Linked DNA regions of Ovis aries: region 2 is linked to region 1. The links are chromatin contacts, called in public Hi-C maps. All regions are on one chromosome and are shown on one strand. The core of a region is the stretch at or near the end of the contact, and the rest is flanking DNA. Distances in the headings are between cores, read along the strand shown. Region 1 overlaps MFSD13A (major facilitator superfamily domain containing 13A). Region 2 overlaps SUFU (SUFU negative regulator of hedgehog signaling).

What was found. A called contact is a pair of places that touch in the nucleus more often than the background predicts.
Region 2: a Hi-C map of liver shows a contact between it and region 1, with 2.6 times the contacts expected there. The contact joins two enhancer-like sites. A contact is called at or near these places in 3 of 16 Hi-C or Micro-C datasets (liver, mixed tissues and tail adipose tissue).

The regions. Positions count from the first base shown.
Region 1 is chr22:22,858,317-22,862,464 of ARS-UI_Ramb_v3.0, reverse strand. The region is part of intron 8 of MFSD13A (major facilitator superfamily domain containing 13A); the gene reads right to left. It overlaps ACTR1A (actin related protein 1A), which reads left to right. Exons shown (of 11, transcript XM_004020147.5): 11 at 1-1,594. Among named protein-coding and RNA genes, the nearest start is that of MFSD13A, 17 kb to the right of the region's middle. Within about 2 kb of position 1,699, at least 23 of the 54 cell types and tissues checked have an H3K27ac peak or open chromatin away from gene starts, as enhancers often do. A contact at or near this core is called in liver, where this site is marked.
Region 2 is chr22:22,955,041-22,959,495 of ARS-UI_Ramb_v3.0, reverse strand. It overlaps SUFU (SUFU negative regulator of hedgehog signaling), which reads right to left. Exons shown (of 12, transcript XM_015103389.3): 7 at 1,528-1,684. Among named protein-coding and RNA genes, the nearest start is that of TRIM8, 43 kb to the left of the region's middle. Within about 2 kb of position 2,350, at least 11 of the 54 cell types and tissues checked have an H3K27ac peak or open chromatin away from gene starts, as enhancers often do. A contact at or near this core is called in liver, where this site is marked.

The DNA of each region.
Region 1 (4,148 bases), core at 450-2,949:
TGCACATATGCGAGTGCCGTGTGGCCCAGGGATCCCAGGATTTCAGGGCCTGGAAAGGACGATGAACTACCCATAATGGCGATGGCCTGAGACCTGGGGTTGACCACTAACTGGCCCCTGACAGGGAAGAGTGCTGGCAGAGGGCCCTGTTCTGTCAGCCGGGCCTTTGTCTGGCTGTGTGGGACTATGTTTACTACCACAGGGAGACAGAGAGGGAGGTAAACCAACCCCGGGGACACTTGCTGCTGCCCATCCTAGGCTGGGCCAGCCCCACCCCCTCTACCCAGGGTGCCCTGCAGCCTCCCCTTGTTCATCATTCTGCTCTCAATGCCTCTTGATCGTGGACTGAGGCCTGAGTCCAGGGTTGAGTTCTTGTCTGGTCTTGTTGCAGTTCAGGTTTAGAAAGCTGGAGAAGCACTCCAGGAGCTGTTTTTGAGACTTCCCTGTCAGGAGCGGGCAGGATGCCCTCAACTTCACCTGGGGACCAGGACCACACTGGGCATTTGAGGAGGGCATGGAGTGCTACATCTGATCAGTGGCAGGCTTACTGCTCCAACCCCCAACCCCATCTGGGGATCTCGGGAGAGTTTCAGGAGCCTGTTGGCCTCAGGTCCTGTTAACTTGCTTTCCATCCATCCATGGGCAGTGCCATTTTCAGTTTTATTTATTGAAGTATTTGTTCAGTTAGGGGACTGGAGAGAGGGAGCTCACTGCCCCGCCCACCAGTCACCCTGTTCACACTAATGTTTACAGCGCCTAAGCTTAGCATAGCGTTCAGGGCCCTGCCACTCCCTGCCACTCCCTGCCAACATGAACTGACAGTATCCACAGGCCTCAGGACCATATGGGATCAGAGGCTACATTCAAAGTCACTCCAGCCTCTCTCTTTCTCCCTCTTCTACTTGCTCACTGCCCTGGAATCAACAGGCTGGTTGCTGGTTGGATTTTTCTGAAATAGGAGGCAGAATCACCATTTGGCAGAGGCTCCTGGCAAAGGAGGGGTGTTGGGGATGCCGCCTCCTTAGGACTGGAGAAAGAGCCACAGTTAACCAAGCTGCCTTTTCCCGTGCTAGCTGACCCCAGGGGACTAGCTTGTAGAGGCCAGGCAGCCCCTGCTGGCTGACTTGTGCCATTCTTGTATTTGGACTTGTTTGGTCACGGAAGGAGGGGCCAGACCAGGCTGCCAGGAACTGATGGGCTCAGGCTCACTTCCTCTCGTCCAGTGGGGCCAGGCGCCTACCCTGGACTGGGCTGGCCTGGCAGGGGTCCAAAGGCTCTTCAGCCCAGAAGGTGCAAAGCTGGGGCTAGCAGATATTCACTGGCACCCTCACCCATGACACCAACACTTGCCCGACCCCAGATTCCAGGCAGTATTCTCGACCCCATGCCGTCCAATGACCAAAGGCCCTGCCAGGTGTGGGCCGCAGCAGCAGGTGTGTGTGAAAGCGATGTGGCGACCCGCGGACTGCAGTGTGCTTAACCAGCTCACCTCCCTCCTCTTAGCCCAAGCCTGTCCCCTGCACAGCCTCGCACAAACCATGTTGCCTGGTGGGGCCCAGTGTACTTAAATAAACTCGTTCTAATAGACACATCAGCTGGGCCTCTGTCTGTAGTCAGTGCAGGGTGGGAGGAGGGAGGAGCTCTGGGCCCTGAGACTGGGCCTAGTCTGTCCTCTAGAGGGCATGTTGCGCCCGCCAGACTTGGCCAGACCTTCAGCCAAGTCCCAGCCTGTCGGGTGCATGCAAAGATGCTGTTGACAAGCCCAGAGACCAGGCCAGGAACTGAGAGTCCATGCCCTGTACACATGCCCAAGCCCATGGATGAGACTCCACCCACAATGACGCCAGCTCTTCACATCTCTGAAGTCAGGAGCTTATTAAAATGCAGTTCCCAGGGTCTATGCTCAGATATTCTGATTAATCACTTCTCCATTTTAAACCTGTATACTTGAGCAGAGCAGTTCAGTTCATTTCAGTTACTCAGTCGTGTCCGACTCTTTGCAACCCCATGAATCGCATCACACCAGGCCTCCCTGTCCATCATCAACTCCCGGAGTACACTTAGACTCACATCCATCAAGTCAGTGATGCCATCCAGCCATCTCATCCTCTGTCGTCCTCTTCTCCTCCTGACCCCAATCCCTCCCAGCATCAGTCTTTTCCAATGAGTCAACTCTTCTCATGAGGTGGCCAAAGTACTGGAGTTTCAGCTTTAGCATCATTCCTTCCAAAGAAATCCCAGGGCTGATCTCCTTCAGAATGGACTGGTTGGATCTCCTTGCAGTCCAAGAGACTCAAGAGTCTTCTCCAACACCGCAGTTCAAAAGCATCAATTCTTCAGCGCTCAGCCTTCACAGTCCAACTCTCACATCCATAAATGACCACTGGAAAAACCATAGCCTTGACTAGACGGACCTTAGTCAGCAAAGTAATGTCTCTGCTTTGGAATATGCTATCCAGGTTGGTCATAACTTTTCTTCCAAGGAGTAAGCATCTTTTAATTTCATGGCTGCAATCACCATCTGCAGTGATTTTGGAGCCCCCCAAAATAAAGTCTGACACTGTTTCCACTGTTTCCCCATCTATTTCCCATGAAGTGATGGGACTGGATGCCATGATCTTCGTTTTCTGAATGTTGAGCTTTAAGCCAACTTTTTCACTCCTCTTTCACTTTCATCAAGAGGCTTTTTAGTTCCTCTTCACGTTAGGGATGGGAATTGCTAGCACTTTACAAGTGTTAACCATTTGATTCTCGCAACAACTAAAATGGAAGTATATTTGTTACTCACTTTACAGATGACAAAATAGAGCCACAGAGAGATTATGTAGTTTCTCCCAAGTCTGCCCTTTGTTAGCTAGAATTTGAACCCAGGCAATATAGCACTAGACTACATTCTTAACTGTGATGCAGACCTTCAAATAACCATTGGTCTAGGACAGTGGTTCCCAATTAAGGTCAGTTTGCCTCTCAGGACACATTTGGCAATGTCTGAAGGTGTTTGATGGAGAAGGCAATGGCAACCCACTCCAGTACTCTTGCCTGGAAAATCCCATGGATGGAGGAGCCTGGTAGGCTGCAGTCCATGGGGTTGCACAGAGTTGGACACAACTGAGTGACTTCACTTTCACTTTTCACTTTCATGCATTGGAGAAGGAAATGGCAACCCACTCCAGTGTTCTTGCCTGGAGAATCCCAGGGACAGCGGAGCCTGGTGGGCTGCCGTCTATCGGGTAGCACACGACTGAAGCAACTTAGCAGCAGCAGCAGCAGGAGGTGTTTGGTCATCATGACTGGGGAGAGATGCTACTGACATCTAGCAGGCAGAGGCCATCCACAATAAAGAACTCCCCAGCCCCAAATGTCTGTAGAGCCCAGACTAAGAAACGCCGGCCTAAAGCCGAGGTTTCTAGTCCAAGTCACACAGTAAAGAAACAATTTTTTAAAAGTCATCTTTGGAAGATCCTGCAACTCCAAGGTTAAGGATCTCTAGCCTAGCCATGGCCACTCCCTGCCCACCTCCAGCAGTGGTACATGGGAAACACACTGGGGCTATGACCACAGGCCTGAAAGCTGTTTGGCTCCCAGGGGCCCATGAGGCTACCGGTCTGCAGGCTCTCCCCACTACCTCAGTGAACCTGATGCAGCGTCCCCCTCCGCCCTACCCTACTCATCTTTGAAAACGTTCTCAGGCTGCTCTTATTAAGGAATCCTGTTCTCCAGCCCACTGCTCCCATACACAGCAAAGACTCCAGGAATGGAAATAGAAATGACTGGCTTTAATCAGTTTGTGATGAGATGAACCTCACTGAGAGGTCATTTGGGGTTCAGGGGCGCCCTGCAGCAGCTGGGGCATGCTACTCCAGGTGCGGCTGAAGCAGAGAATTCTGAGAGAAATCACTGGAAGGGGCAGGTAGGACTCCCAGTCCTGACCAGGCAAAAGTGGTTTTGGAGCCCACACAGGGCGCCAGCCCCAGCCAGGTAGGAGTAATGGCCTCCATACCCATAGCAACCCCATATGACCACAGGGCGGGCCCCACCCTTCTCGGTCCTCTTCTTCTGCTCTAGAGGAGGAAGCAGGTCCCTGAGCACACACATGGCCCAGCCTTTGCCCAAGCTGGGCCAGACAGTCATGCAGGAACTTAGACCCC
Region 2 (4,455 bases), core at 1,101-3,600, 96 kb before region 1:
TCCACTGTCCTTCCTTTCCTGTGTCACAGGCCTTAGGCTTACCCCTAACATGGGTCCAGACAGTGACTCACAAGACAGCCACTGCCCAAGACCACCCAGGAATTCCGCCTGCTTACTGGATGTAAGTAACGGCTGCAAGTGCTCTGCCGCGAACGGGCAGGCGAACCTGACACAAGTTTCTGGGTTCGGTGTGGTCAGCTGGTGTCTGGTCTTGTCACCCTTTCCCCTGGGGCCAGGTCAGTGGGATGCTGAGTCATCTTCCCACCTTGGTCCCATCCCAGGGAACCCTGCCTCTCCACAGATCTGCCAAGGACCAGGAGGTAAGAAAGGAGTCTCTTGGTGGAATTATTTCTTTGCAAGATGCTTTGCTGGTCTTCGGGGTAAAGCTTACTACTCTGGTCCCCTATATTGAGATTTTGGTCTAAGACTTATTTCTGCAAACACACACTAAAAAGCAAATTAATGTTGGTTGATCAAAGAGTGGGCTTAGGGTAGATGCTGAACATGATTAGTGACTTTTCTAGCTGTTTGTTACAGCGTCATGGATCTTACTTAAAAGAATTTTTTAAAAATAGCCAATAATGGTTGAAATTTTGGACAAAGCTGTGAATCCTTCCTTAAATTAGCTCTTTTTCACAAAAGCAACTGGATGAGTCTAATAACTGTACAGTCTCTTAGAGCCTCCCTGGAACTTGGCACATCATTAGAACAAGCAGGAAGGAAAGAAAAGGGTCAGATACTTGCATGAGGGGTTTAAGTTGTTCTTTATGGAAAGAAAACCTTTTATAAGTGCTATCACAAGTGTTTGTATTTTATGCAGGACCAAGTATCTTACTCTTCAAAAGATAAAGAAAGGGGGAAGAATAGAGAAAGGAAGTAGAGAGAGCAGCTATAAGCACATCTTTATATACGGCTGCTTTTCTTTTGAAGATAGTTAGAGATCCCGTTTCTTTAAAACCATGACTATTTCTCTAGCCAAGACTAGCATGGTGAGCTTCCAACAGGAGAGTCATACCCTCCTCCAAGGCGCACTCCCTAGGTTCAGAGGTAAGGGTGCTTGCCCCTGCCCCTTACTTTGTATCTGCAAGACAGTGTGTGTGGAGGGGTTGGGTAAAGTCTATAAACTGGTCTCATACTCAGGCCTTTCCCATAAGAGGCCTGGGCAGGCCTGAGGCCAGTGTGATCCTCGGGTCTGGCATGTCTTTCAGGCTAGAGCTGGGCCCTGTGTCAATTCTGTGGGTGGCCAGGGCTTGTTCTCCTGCACTTGGGTGGACTATGGCCGTTTCCTGTAACTGTTCTAGGGCTTCTACTCACCTCCCTGACCTCAGATTGCAAGGGGCAAATCTAAAACATAATGGTCCCTGCTGGAGGTGCAATGTGAAATGCACACACACACACACACACCCCAGGAGAAATGGGCCAGTAAAGCTCCCTCCATTCCACCTTGCTGGAGATCTCACTGGCGGCTTAAATCCTGCCAAGAAATGCTAAAACCCAGCCTGGGCAAGGGCAAGGCAAGGCCCCCACCTTTGCCTGAGAGCCGCCGGGGCTGAGCGCCCACACAGATGCTCCGGCTGTCCTCGTCATCCTCGGGGGGCCGGCTCAGGTCATCCCAGGCACACTTGGCACTGACACCACTCAGGTTGGAGCCGTCTGTCTCGATGCCTTTGTCAACTCGCTCCTGCTTGGAAAGAACCAAAGAGCCAGAGTTCCTTCAGCCAACCAGTGGCCCAAGGTCACCACCCATATTTGCTTGCCCATATTTACTCGGCCTCAATAAGAGCTAAGGGCTTCCTTGGTGGCTCAGCGGTAAGAATCTACCTGCCAATGTGGGAGAGGAGGGCTCGACCCCTTGGTAGGGAAGATACCTTGGAGAAGGAAATGGCAACCCACTCCAGTATTCTTGCCTGGAGAATCCCACGGACAGAAGAGCCTGGTGGGCTGCCGTCCATGGGGTCACAAAGAGCTGGACATGACCAAGCCCGAGCATGAGTAAGAGCTAAGCGTGGGACAGGTGTCAGAAGAACAGGATTCCTGACTATTCTGCGCTGGTTACTAACGAATGACAGTCTCTGCCAGCCACTGGGCTCCTCCAGGAGAACCAGCAGTTAGGGGAGCTGGGGAGAATGGAAATCCCAAGGGAAGCTTCTTCTCACTCATTAGACTTCCAGTATAGTGACCTTCATACCTGTTTCAGAGCCCTGACTCTGCCCACCCTGTGCTGGCCTGTGGAGCTGACGTAGCAGGGCCAGGAACTACCTCCCGGAGGAAAGGCACAGTTCTTCCTCTGCTGACTGATCACCCGGCCCTGCTCCAGAGGCCAGTGTGGAAGCCAGCCATAGGCGGGAGAGACTGGGACTCAGCCCCACCTCTCCAGCCTCACACCTGCAGTCTCTTCTTCCAACAGCAGAGGGTGTGGTCACATGGTGACGAGCCCCCAGAGAGCAGAAGGGCAGGACTTTCCCTGCAGCATTGCTGACTTGTTTGGCCAAGGATTCTGGATGGAAATTCTTTTCCATTTCTTAGACTGAACTGGCGGCCAGGAGGGCGGTGAGCATCTGCAAGCCCCACCAGAGGTCCTGCCTTCACACAGGCCTCGACATTGTGGAGACCAAACACTCTCCAAATGGTCTCAAGGAAGAGGTGAACACAAACATCCTGGGATTTCCGATAAAATACAGTTGTGCTGTTGGGCTTTGGATGAAAGGTCAAAAGCCTTTGGATGAGGCTCCCACAACCTTGTTCATAAACAGTCATGTGGGCCAAATAAAGCTCCTGAGTCAGGACCTCAATTAGAATCTGCTCCTCCCTGTCTGGGGACCTTCTCCCCATGGCTTCACAGGCCCATACTGGCCGGCTGCTTGGCCGGGAAGCCTGTTCAGAAAGCACAAGGTAAGCCTACAGAGAGGGTCCTTATTTCTGGACACCATTAGCAGGTGGCCCTGGCCTGATGCCTCCTTCCCATCAGCCCCCCCCCCCCCCATCTCCAGGGCTCCCATCAGCCCAGGCAAAGCTGGAGATTCTGAGCTGACAACAGGGAGTGGCTCTCTGTGCCCTAGGCAGGGGTGTGTGGGTGCTGGTTTGCTCAGGATAGAGTCTATGTTCTCCCTTCTCCACTGGCCACCTTGGGGCCCCTCACCTAAGCAAGAAGCTGAAGACATCTCTTGGCTCAATGAGCTCAGCCCACTTACTTTATGAGTAAACAAGAAAGGGTGAAGACGCTGAGGAGTCTGGGGACTTGTTCCCGCACACAGCTGGCTAGTGGTAGAGTGTGGAGCAAAGGGCCAGGAGCAGCTCTAAAACAAACCAGCTGCAAGTAGACCCCAGAGACACAAGTGAGCACAGAGCAGCTCCCACTGGGTGCACACCGAGGTGCTTTGTTGCTTTTAAAGAACACTAGTGCTCTGGGTCCTGCTGGCTGGCCTTAGGGACAGACACCTGAAGACTAGAGAGGAGAGCTGTTCTCAGCATGTAGAGCAAGGACAGGCTGCTTACCCTAGTAGCTTAACGATCAGGTGCTTTCTTAGCACTTGGCACTTAGGACAGGGGCCAAAGCAACAGCCCACGGTGCCCTGTGCTGGATCCCAGTGTGGCTGCCAAACAAGGGCTTAGGGAAACACAGCCATGTGGTTCTGGTTCTTGCATAAGCAGAAGCTACTAGGAAACCAAGTTAAAGGAGAGATAACAGAGGATCCTGGAAGTGATCGGAAAGCTTCAGTGTTCAAGGCACTAGGTAAACAGTAGCATCATCTGTGAATGAGTAGGCTTCTGCCTGAGAACTCCCAGGTCTGCAGTAATGAGCCCAGGGACCACAGGCTACCTGTCTGCCTGCTACCTCTCCCTACCCCCTCCCAGCCTTCCTAAAGGACACTAACTCTTGGCACTAACACAGGCTGCCTGTGGTCTGTGAGATTTCTACAGAGGCATAAAATGTTCAGAGATGGCAATGACTTGCAAAGGGCAAGGGCAAAAGAGAAGGAGGCAGGCATGTGCCAGGCACATTACTGGCTGTCTGCGGTTCCTGTTTCATGAGTGGCCCATAAGAAACAAAGTTATGCTCTACCCAGCTTTCAAAATTCACCTGCATACAAACAGAGCGCTGCTTCTAAAAATCCCAGAGATGACACTGACGCTCTGTACAGGTGGGCCATACACAGCGAGTGGGAACGGCCAACCTGTGTGTATAAAGACTTTCTTTTCTAGATCAAGGGATACCAACCTACCCACAGGAGGAGCTCAGCGTCTGACTGCCCAAGATGAAAATGATCTGAAAGAGGGTAGGATCTTTAGACCAATCGGCGCTCAGCCCCGCAGCTGGGCTGTGGGGTCACTGCCACCTGTTCCACTGTCTGTCATGGTGTGGCAGTGGCACTAGGGAGGTTTTCTGAAGGGAAGCCCGTGTTCTTCTAAGAAGGGGAACATGGCAGGATGAATCCCAGACAAGCAATACCCATT